2 separate regions of the Rattus norvegicus genome follow, and region 2 is linked to region 1. Evidence: chromatin contacts called from public Hi-C data. All regions are on one chromosome and are shown on one strand. The core of a region is the stretch at or near the end of the contact, and the rest is flanking DNA. Distances in the headings are between cores, read along the strand shown.

What was found. Hi-C and Micro-C count contacts between places; a contact is called where the count stands out from the background.
Region 2: a Hi-C map of liver shows a contact between it and region 1, with 7 times the contacts expected there. The contact joins two enhancer-like sites. A contact is called at or near these places in 2 of 12 Hi-C or Micro-C datasets (both in liver).

The regions. Positions count from the first base shown.
Region 1 is chr7:24,027,224-24,031,853 of GRCr8, forward strand. No RefSeq gene overlaps it. Among named protein-coding and RNA genes, the nearest start is that of Igf1, 140 kb to the right of the region's middle. Within about 2 kb of position 2,013, at least 2 of the 93 cell types and tissues checked have an H3K27ac peak or open chromatin away from gene starts, as enhancers often do. A contact at or near this core is called in liver, where this site is marked.
Region 2 is chr7:24,205,665-24,210,767 of GRCr8, forward strand. The region is part of intron 2 of Igf1 (insulin-like growth factor 1); the gene reads left to right. Among named protein-coding and RNA genes, the nearest start is that of Igf1, 38 kb to the left of the region's middle. Within about 2 kb of position 1,942, at least 1 of the 93 cell types and tissues checked has an H3K27ac peak or open chromatin away from gene starts, as enhancers often do. A contact at or near this core is called in liver, where this site is marked.

The sequences.
Region 1 (4,630 bases), core at 763-3,262:
ATAGGGGAATGTCAGGGTGGGAAGGTAGGAAGGGGGGGTAGTAGGGGAGGGGGAACAACCTTATAGAAGAAGGGGAGTGTGAAGGCTTATGGACAGGAAATCGGGAAAGGGAATAACATTTGAAATGTAAGTAAAAAAATATCCAATAAAAGGAGAAAGAGATTTAAGCATCAGCATGTCTGGAACAGAGTCCTCCAGGAATGCTGGGATAGTGACACCTGACATCTTCACACCATGTTACAAAAACTATGTGAGATGGTAGCAACAGTTAGGAAATGATATCCTAATAAATATCACAGGAGGTATCTTGATTTATCCTTAGCAAACCTTTCCAATGTACTCCAATGACCCTGAGGCCAGATGATGGCCCCGTGATGCCCTACTGACTTAGTGGTAGCACCCAATCTATGCACCATGACGCAATCCTAGATTCCAGGCCTGGTCTTTTCTGGGAAGTCCTGGATAGATTTTTTCAGAGACGCAAGCAACTAGGTTCCAGGAATCATCTGTGATAAAATGCTAAGACGTTTCCATTTATTAGACTCCGCTCTCATTACGCAAGAGGCAACGTTGAAAGTAAAAGTTGAATGTTCTCAGTTGACACCAAAGACCGAGGCCCATGCTGCTCAGTTGGATGACAAGCCACCCACATGGCCTCCTCCCAGGCTTGTCTAGTCATATACAGTTTTCAAGATTTTGCAACCCCACCGCAGAGATGAAACTAGAGAAAGTTCAATTCCACAAGCACCTTTGAATGTTCTCCATGAAAGGCACTCTTGGAACAGAAGCCTAAAAGATTTTAGCCAATATTGGTTTCACTGATGTTTTAAACAGTATTTAATATTTCAAGTAATACATACTTGGATTTTCCTTATTGTAAAATTAAAGTATTACCACAAGGGAGGCTAGATACTACTCTTATCGCCAGCAGTCACTATTACTAGCTGACTGCTTCTGTGGACCTGTGAGGGAGCATGTGTCATGGGAAAAATTCAGATGGTCTTTTTCTCGTGAGGCACAATGACAAATGCCAGCAATGAGGATTGTAGGAATAGCTGCACTGTAAACATAAAGAAAATGTTCCACGTATGCCAGCCAATAGTGGGATGGTTGAATGCATTCTAAGGCTCAAAATGTGGGAGTCTATGCAGTTGTGTAGAATAATGGTGTGTCTCTACATGTATAGTAAAATTCAAGAGACACTGCTGTGTGTATTCACCCAGGAGTCTACAGAGGATCGTTAGGAGTGTGTGTGTGTGTGTGTGTGTGTGTGTGTGTGTGTGTGTGTGTGTGTGTGTGTGTGTAAATGCAGATAGATGATAGAAAGGTAGAAGATAGATTTTATATGTATATATTTATAATTAGTTCATATGTTGATGGGAGTTGAAATGTCTCACAGACTTCCAATGCTACCTACACACCTAGAAACTTGACAACTTAAAGGTTTAATGGCTGGGGAGCCTATGATGCATATGCAAGTTCATGAGTAAAGGTTGGAGGACCAGAATTGACAAGCATGAGGGTCAGTATTCCAGCCCAGGCTTTCAGACAGAATGAACTAAATGCTACTTCAAGTTTTCGTTCCATTCATGCCCTCAACAGTTGCACAACACCCACCCGGTTTGAAGATCATATGATTTACTTCGTCCACTACCAGTTCAAATGCTAATCTCGTCTAGAAGCATCCTCACTGAGATACACAGAAAGAATGCTTAATTGGGTGTCTCAGCACGCTCGCCATAAGTCAAGTCGACATAAAATTAGTCATTCTGCTGAGTTTCCTTAATTTTTATGGATGTAATTTCTCTGTTCTCCCAGTCATGCCTTTGGACATGCAGAGTGAAACTAGTTACTTACAACAAATTAAAGTAACACAGGAACTAGCTACCCAGTCTTTAAAAATGGTAAATCAGAGAGATACAGAATGAAAGAGAAGGTTCAGTTGAGCAAGGTGGGCAGCGCAACCATGAGAATGTAGCAATCTTACTGTAGTTCAAACAAACTGATAGGATTCATGAAATAAGGGTCAAAGGTAATTCTGAGAAGGCAAACAAAGCCTAGAAATCTGTCCACAGCTAAGGACAACTGTGTGAATAGTGGCTGGCTTCTGGAAACAGGGCTTGAGAGACAGGTCAGGATTCTGAGAATTCTGAAAAACACAAGGAGGAACAAGCAAGGTCATCAGGCACCATTATTCACTGTCTTATTTATTGATGATTTGTTCACATAGCACAAGACCCATCTCCCCATAACTCCCAAGCCAGCTCTTCAGACGCAAAGCACAGTTCTTGCTATTGTATCGACACGAAACAATCTGTCTACAGAGAATGGCGAGTGCAGGAGAAGCTAGAGAGCTCTACGTAAGATTACACTGAACAGGAGTCCACACGTGCTTTGCAAGCAGGCACCACAGCAGAAACCAGAGAAGCAAGAGCTGGAGTCACATAAAGGGGTGTAAAGAATAAGCCAGGAAGACATGGCTGGTTTTGAAACGGGGATATGAAGATAGAACTCTAATGAAGTGATTGCTTCTATCAGCTGACCTCCCCTCCTTCCCTTGTGAAGTATTCATTAAGGAGCTACTGTGCAAAACATTATACAAGGATCTGAATTACTGTGCAAAGTACCATACAAGGACTCAAGCTACTGTGCAAAGCACTGTGCAAGGACTCGAATTACTGTGCAAAGCACTATGCAAGGACTTGAACTACTGTGCAAAGCTAATTGTGCTAGAACCTGGAAAAGTAAGCTGCACAAGTTTCCTGTCCTCGGAGAGTTTATGCTCTACTCAAGTGAGGAAAGTATCAGGCATGACATGAGCATCACATGTGAAGGTGAAAAGCATGCAAATACATGAGGGTTTGAGGAACCTGGAGGGTCCCTGTTGTCGGTGTCTACTTGTGTTGGTCTGGAAGGATGGCACATGAGATTTGGAGAGGTTGACAGGAGTAATGTCTTATAGGATTTTAAAAATCAGGACGAGGGATTTCTATAAATTCAAAGCACAGTGGAAGTACGACAAAGCCTTCATGCAGAAGATGAAATAAAGACACTGGGCTGCAGAGACAAGCTTGTGGGTTTTTTTTGGAAATGTCACCATTGTTAACTGCGAGGATGGACTGGACAGAGGCAATATGGCACTGGGTTATAAATTGGAATGCTGGTAGGCTAGTCTTGGCAGGATCACAGTGAGAGCAATGGAAACACAAAGATGGCAGGAAGGTGGCTAGTTCAGAGAGCAAGCCAACGTTTCGCTGGTGAATTAAGTAATGAAGAGTCAGGGAAGGACAGATTACTCCCTAGGGGTTGTGGTAAAGAAGATCGAAAGTTGCTGTTACCAGCGAAGAGCAGTTGAGTATCTTGGAGGACAGTTGACTTGTACTTTCCTTATGCTTTTAGTTACACCTGCCTCCCTTTAGAAATATAGCCCCTTCCGCAGTAGCCAGCAGGCTTCCCAGTTATTACAATGCATCCTTCTGAATATTTTTTGAAATTAATTTTCTTCTCATACTAAAGCTACATTTGTGTGACTGACAAAATAGAATGATACAAGTCTTAATGAATAAGGTATGATTTGTAAAGTCTAGATGCTGTCCCTGTCCCCATCTACTCTGTTGCCTACTGCCCTTGTCCATGATTACTCTGTTACCCACCCATCTTACTATTTTTTAATATCTACTTGTACCACCTGGGATGTGGAAAAACTTAGAGGTGTAAATAGCTGCTCATTTAGCTTGTGATTCTGTAGTGTGCCAAACTGTTCTTATTTGGAGAAATTGTCCAAACTCTGCTGAGCAGATTCATTGTCTAGAGTTAGTTGACCAGTACACTGGTAGCTGGATTATTTGACCACGAAAGGCATCTTCTATTGACTGAAAATCTGTTGCTTAAATACCCCTTCCCTGAGTGATTTAGAATTATGGGAAAAGCAGTAGATTTCGCACAGTATTGGAAGTAGAATGACTGGCCCCTAGGTTCCATTGCAGTTTTGTGCATGTTGTGAATCCTCTGACTCACTTTGTGGGAAAGTTTTATTTGGCTTCAATGGATCTCTTCTTATACCTTGCCTGAGTCATGGGCCAGGCATACATGCAGCTCCATAGCAAGGAAATCAGATGCAACAGAAGGCAAATGTGGATTTCATTTTGTCTCATTCTTCTTGGTCTGTGCTTAGCTTTTTCATCTGACCACCTGTCTTGCTTCAGAGACTTTAATAATAGTATCCATTGTAAAAGGAATGATTAGCCATATACTTCTTTAACAACTCTCCTCTGTGGTTGCTGGGAAATGGCTTTTGGCTTTGTAATATCTATGCCCTGTAATCAATTCCTTATTCCCCATTACTCTGCAGTTTCTAGGATGCCATCTAGGCTATTCAGGGGCGAAGTGAAGTATGCAGCTGGTCTCGTGTCTCTCATCACATGTCAGGGTAGCCTGGGCTTCTTCACATGAAAGCAAGACAATGTCGAGTGCAAAAAAGAAGATAATTCCCCAACTCTATGTGTTTCATACTGGCCAGAGCAAATGTAATTTGACAAGTACAGAAACGATGTGGCCTGGCCCCACTCAAGGAGAGTAGGGAAAGATAGATGCAGAAACATGAAATTATTGACATAAACAAAGTGTGTAA
Region 2 (5,103 bases), core at 692-3,191, 180 kb after region 1:
TGGAAAGCCAAGAGGTCCTTAGGTCCAGTCCCCTGCCTCTAGCCAAGCCTTCCAAAGCAGATGGTAATCATCCTACATTTAGAGATCTCCAGGGTAGCAACCTCTTCCCACAGGTCCTGGTTCAGCATGTTTCCCCGGTTCAACCAATTTTTTTCCTGATTCTAAATGGAAATGCATTGGGTGTCCATAGAGCCTATTTCTCCATGTCTGTTCTTCAGAGCATTGGATGTCTAGTCCTCAGGGGAGATGAGGATCAGAACCTTGCGTTTACCTCGCCACAGTGATTAAGTCACCTTGCTCAGCCATGTCTTCCTAAGATCTAGGAGGCCTACATCTTAACTCTGTTTTCTATCCAGTTAATCAGTTTTTTTTTCCAAATCTTGCTGGAATATCTCCAGTTTCTCCAAATGAATCTTGAAATAGAGTGAAACTTAAGTTCCCACTCTAATTAAAACCTCAGGAATGCCAAGTTTTGTAGAAAGATAACTCTCTAGGCTTTCATTTCATAATCCCCCTCATGAGCCCGCCTCATATTACAGTGTGCTGCACTCTCCTGCTCCCCCAGAGCTCACAGATATTTTGCTATATTGCTTGATACAGGGCTTGCTGCCAGATGGAACCCGTTTCTGTCCGTTTCAAACAGTTTTCTGTTTTCAGTGACTCGGTGTTGAAGTCTCTAAAGATCTTTAAATTCTAACCCTACCGTCAACTGTTCTGAAGATCTATTTCCAGACTCAAGGCAATCTGAAAACTAGTCTTTTCTATTATTTGCCATGACGGAAGGAGTCCAGATTTATGCCAATCCTGTGAAGGGCTGGAATATCACTCATTTCTCCCACTCCCCCATGAACTTGATTTGAGCATGAAAAATAGTGCGGATCAGCCCTCTTCGTTTACTTAGACAACACTCATCTCTTGAGCACTAATGATGTGCACTGGGGATGTAATAACAGGCCGACCAGCTTCTCTAACCATTCACAAGCCCATCTACCCATGGGTATTAAAATGGGTTCGTTCATTCATTCAGCAATGACTCTCTGCAGAGCTATTCCGAGTGGCAGAAGTCCTTGGCTTTAGAGACCTCACATTCAAATGGATTTGAAGGCAAAAGGAGACAAAGTACAAGCCATCAAATAAATAAATAAGACCATGTCGAATTTTGGTAAATGCCTTGAAAGAATCGATAGGGTAATGGAATTGAGGGTGGGGACTGCCTTAGATAGGGTGGACAGTAGGACCCCTCTTTGAGTAGAACGTACTGAAGACATTACAGCTTAAGATAGTTCTGATATTCTGAACCAATCCCCTTTAGCAAACTAACACTTCTGTTTTCTCTGACCCAGAACATTTAATGGGAGGCTAACGCTTGGTAACACATTGTTCCTCGGTTAATTATTAACACCCCTTGTGGATTCTTTTCAGAACTTTTAATCAAATGTGATAAACAGGGAATTTTGAGATTGTTCCTGAAAAAAAATGGGTGCAGGGTGTCATTAAGTGCAGAACAAGTGACTTTAGTATCATCAGATAGACTTCTTCATTAGGGGACTTCCCATGAGCTCAGGACTCTGAACACATATTTTCAGACCATTTGAAGATTTTTGCATGGAATCACTTGAACAACAAATATGACTTTAGAGATATGAATCCTGATAGACAGGCAAGACAAAAGATTGCAGTGGGAGTCAAAGCATTGACTACTTCAGCTCCTCTGTGAGGCTGGGCCTGCACTTCTCCAGTTTCTTTTGATGATAGAGACTTTTGAATTTTTTAATTTCCCCTCTGTGAGAAAATCCACAGACAGGTAGTTATATATCATGCAAAGGATGCTGAATATAGACATGGACCAGCAGCTTTCTAAGGACCTGCCCTCTGCTGTAATTTGAATAAGCCTTTGCTTTTGGATCACATGAGCCTCTAGGTCATGATTCCTAGTAGCCTTTGAACATTTTGGATCAGACAAAGTGTTTTACCAGCCTTCAAAGGTTTCCTGGCCATGGTGGAGTACCTGCATATTAAGGAACACTCATCAGTGTTTCCTGTACCTGTGGCCAGTCCTCCCTAAAGGCCCTTAGAAATTTTGTAAGAAATCAGTTAAGAAGATGGAGAATATCTCAACCCAGAGATTCCAGTCATCCCTGAGACTACACAACAGACTTCTGGTTGAGTGAGACCATTCCCATCTTCTCTATCCCAGAGATAGATCTTTGAAGAAGATATGTGAAGAGCTCCAGAGAATCAGTGGAAAGTAGAAACCTAGACGAAAATGATTAAAAGCTCTAATTCTTTTGTTTTTCAAGAGGAAAATGCAAATTGGGGCTTGGAGGAAGTTGTAATCATCACATCGGCCACAGCTTCTGCCCCCCACCCTTCCTCATTCAACCAGCTGGGAGCTGCTGCCCACAGGGTACAATTTGGCTTAAAGCTATGAGAGGCTCTGAGGAAGCCTAGTGTGAGGCGGGCTTGGAAATAAAGCATTGTTTGCTCCTCCCTGACACTTCTCTCCGGACACAATTGATGAATCCTGCTTTTGCAACAAGACCCATCCTAAGCCTTGCTTGAGACATGTTGAGAACTCTGGGTATAGCTTGACCGACAAACAGAATGTTGTAATTCTCCTTTCCACACACGCATACGTCCTCTCATCTGTTGCCCCTAGTTGGCTCTGTAAGTGATCATTAATGATGTGCTTCCTTCCATCCCCTTTTGCTCCAGTTCTGAATGGTCCTGAAAGAAGGTTTTGATGATACAGTTCTAAATGCTGATCATAAACCTACTCCACTTTGTTTTTTTAACTTCTCTATATTACCCTGTGGGATAATAAAGGTGGAAGGCACAGAAAAGGACATAGGTTTTGGTGAATCCTGTCTTCTGTGACTTGTTTTACAACTGAGCAGGGTGGGGTTGGGGTGAGGTGAAACACCCATCATAGAACTTTGAAAGCTCAAAAGCAAATGGAACTCAGAAAAGCAGCATTTAATATGAGAGGGAATCTCTTTTTCTAACTTTCTGATTTGGCTAGGGGACTTGTTAAGGCTCTAATTTCCTACCCTCAGACCCAGCGTCTTGTATTCAGGTACTAACTGGAATCCAGACCGACGCAGACTGTGAAAATATAAAGAACAGTGAAGGGGGAAAGGTCAACATATGGTTTTTGTTTCATTTTGTTTCTTCCCTCGGAAGGTTTTGACGGGCTTTTTTCCTTCCTCTCTGATTTGCAATAAAATCGGTTCTGCTACCAGACTAACATATGGATACCTTTATGAGGCAATCATCAAAAGAGATATGAAAATACTCTGGCATATTTTAAATGTTTGAAAGAGATCTTTCTCAGTTTTGCCACCCTCAATGGCTACTTCTTTCCATTCTTCTTTCTGGGTCCTATCCAAGTCTAGGCATTATCCAGGGACATTGGGTGACACTATCCAGTGCCACACAGAAGCAATGGGATCAACTGAGAACTTGAAAATGTGAATTCTCAGGCACTAGGCCAGAATGGCTGAAACAGAGATCTGAGGCATGGCTACTGGCCTTTGTTTTAATAGTCCCTCCAGGTGATATCAATGAAAGCTTAAGTTTGAGAACCACTGTATGTGTTCATTGTGTATCCTAGGATGTGTTGGTCCTCTTGTCCACTAGCTGCTACAGGGACCACCACATATTCATGAGAGAGAAATCCATTCCATCATGAAGCTTTGAGTACAGGAGTGAGACTCAAAGACCTGTCATTTGAAAAGAACTTCAGATTCATCCGCCATTTGAAGCTTTGGATTGTTCGCCTATACAATGGGGACAATTCCGGGTATTTTGTGGGGCTGTTGAAAGGGCTAAAGGACAGAAGACCTGTAACAGTGATTTGTACTGCCAGGCCTTCTCTGGAGATAGCTGCAGAGGAAGTTGACTGTACGGATCGATAATGCTGACGTACAGTATGAACTCCAAGTTCCAGGAGGTGGGGACGAGGGGCAGGAACTATCTGTCTCCTTTGTCCTCATCTGCATTTGGAGCACCAAGTCCGGTACATAAGGGCTGATCACTGACTCTTTGAGGGATGACAGACTTGTCAAGTGCTTCCTCATGTACGCATCCCAAGCTGTGTGAGGCTGCTGTCTCTTAGGACGAGCCGTGAGATGCTCAGTAGTTTACTTGGGTCACATTGCTTGATGAAGTGGAACCAATGTCTTAACTCAAGAAAAGCTCCTCATTCAAATCAGCTTCCCACAAAATCTCCCTCTCAAGTCATCAGGGTCATATTTAGAAAAGTGATCTGAGGTGGCATCTTTCAAGTTCCTTCTGTATGCCACCTGATGCTCCAGGCTCTCTCTGCACTTAATTTGAAGTTACCCGTAGAGATAAGTACAATTATCATGCCTTTAACAAAGAAGACCTCGAAATACAGAGACTAGCTGCAATACTTGGGAGTTTTTGTTTGCTTGGTAGTTATTATTGTGAGCGGTGGTAGTAATGGTGGTGATGGTGCTGCATGTGTGGTCCCAACTCAAACCTAGGACTGCACACAGCCAGAATTTTAGTGCTGTCAAATCCCTAGTCCCCGATGTTAGGTTTCCTCTAATGCCCAGATGTTTTTCATATGGCTTCTGTTTGTGAACTATTTGTCAATACAGGTATCGATGAGCATTTAGGAAATGCCCACATATCTGACATAAGTTTAGACCTAGAAGTACATGGATGACATTTCCGGGTTTTAGGTCCATAAAACCAAATGAGAAAAGTAGGCTAGTCTTCAAAAAAACAGAAGGTAAAGGCAAAGAAAGAGTTAAATACTGCTTTTGTTTGTTTTCCATGTTCAAAGAGGTTAATGGAATAGAAATAGAGCAGAGTACACCCCAGGACCCAAACTCACTTTCTTGTGTTATACGGAGACTTAAACACTTTCTCTGGATAATCGTCACTGAGGTGTTGAATTCAGCATCCCTCCACCGCAGTATCCAATAAGACTGCCATTAGTCACTGAGATCATGGGTGTATTGATCTGTCACATCCTTCATATTATTTGCTGAGAAGAGTGTCTAGACTACAGAGTAGGTACTAAATAAAACTCTGTGAATGAATAATGTGGTAACAGAAGAACACACATGGTTG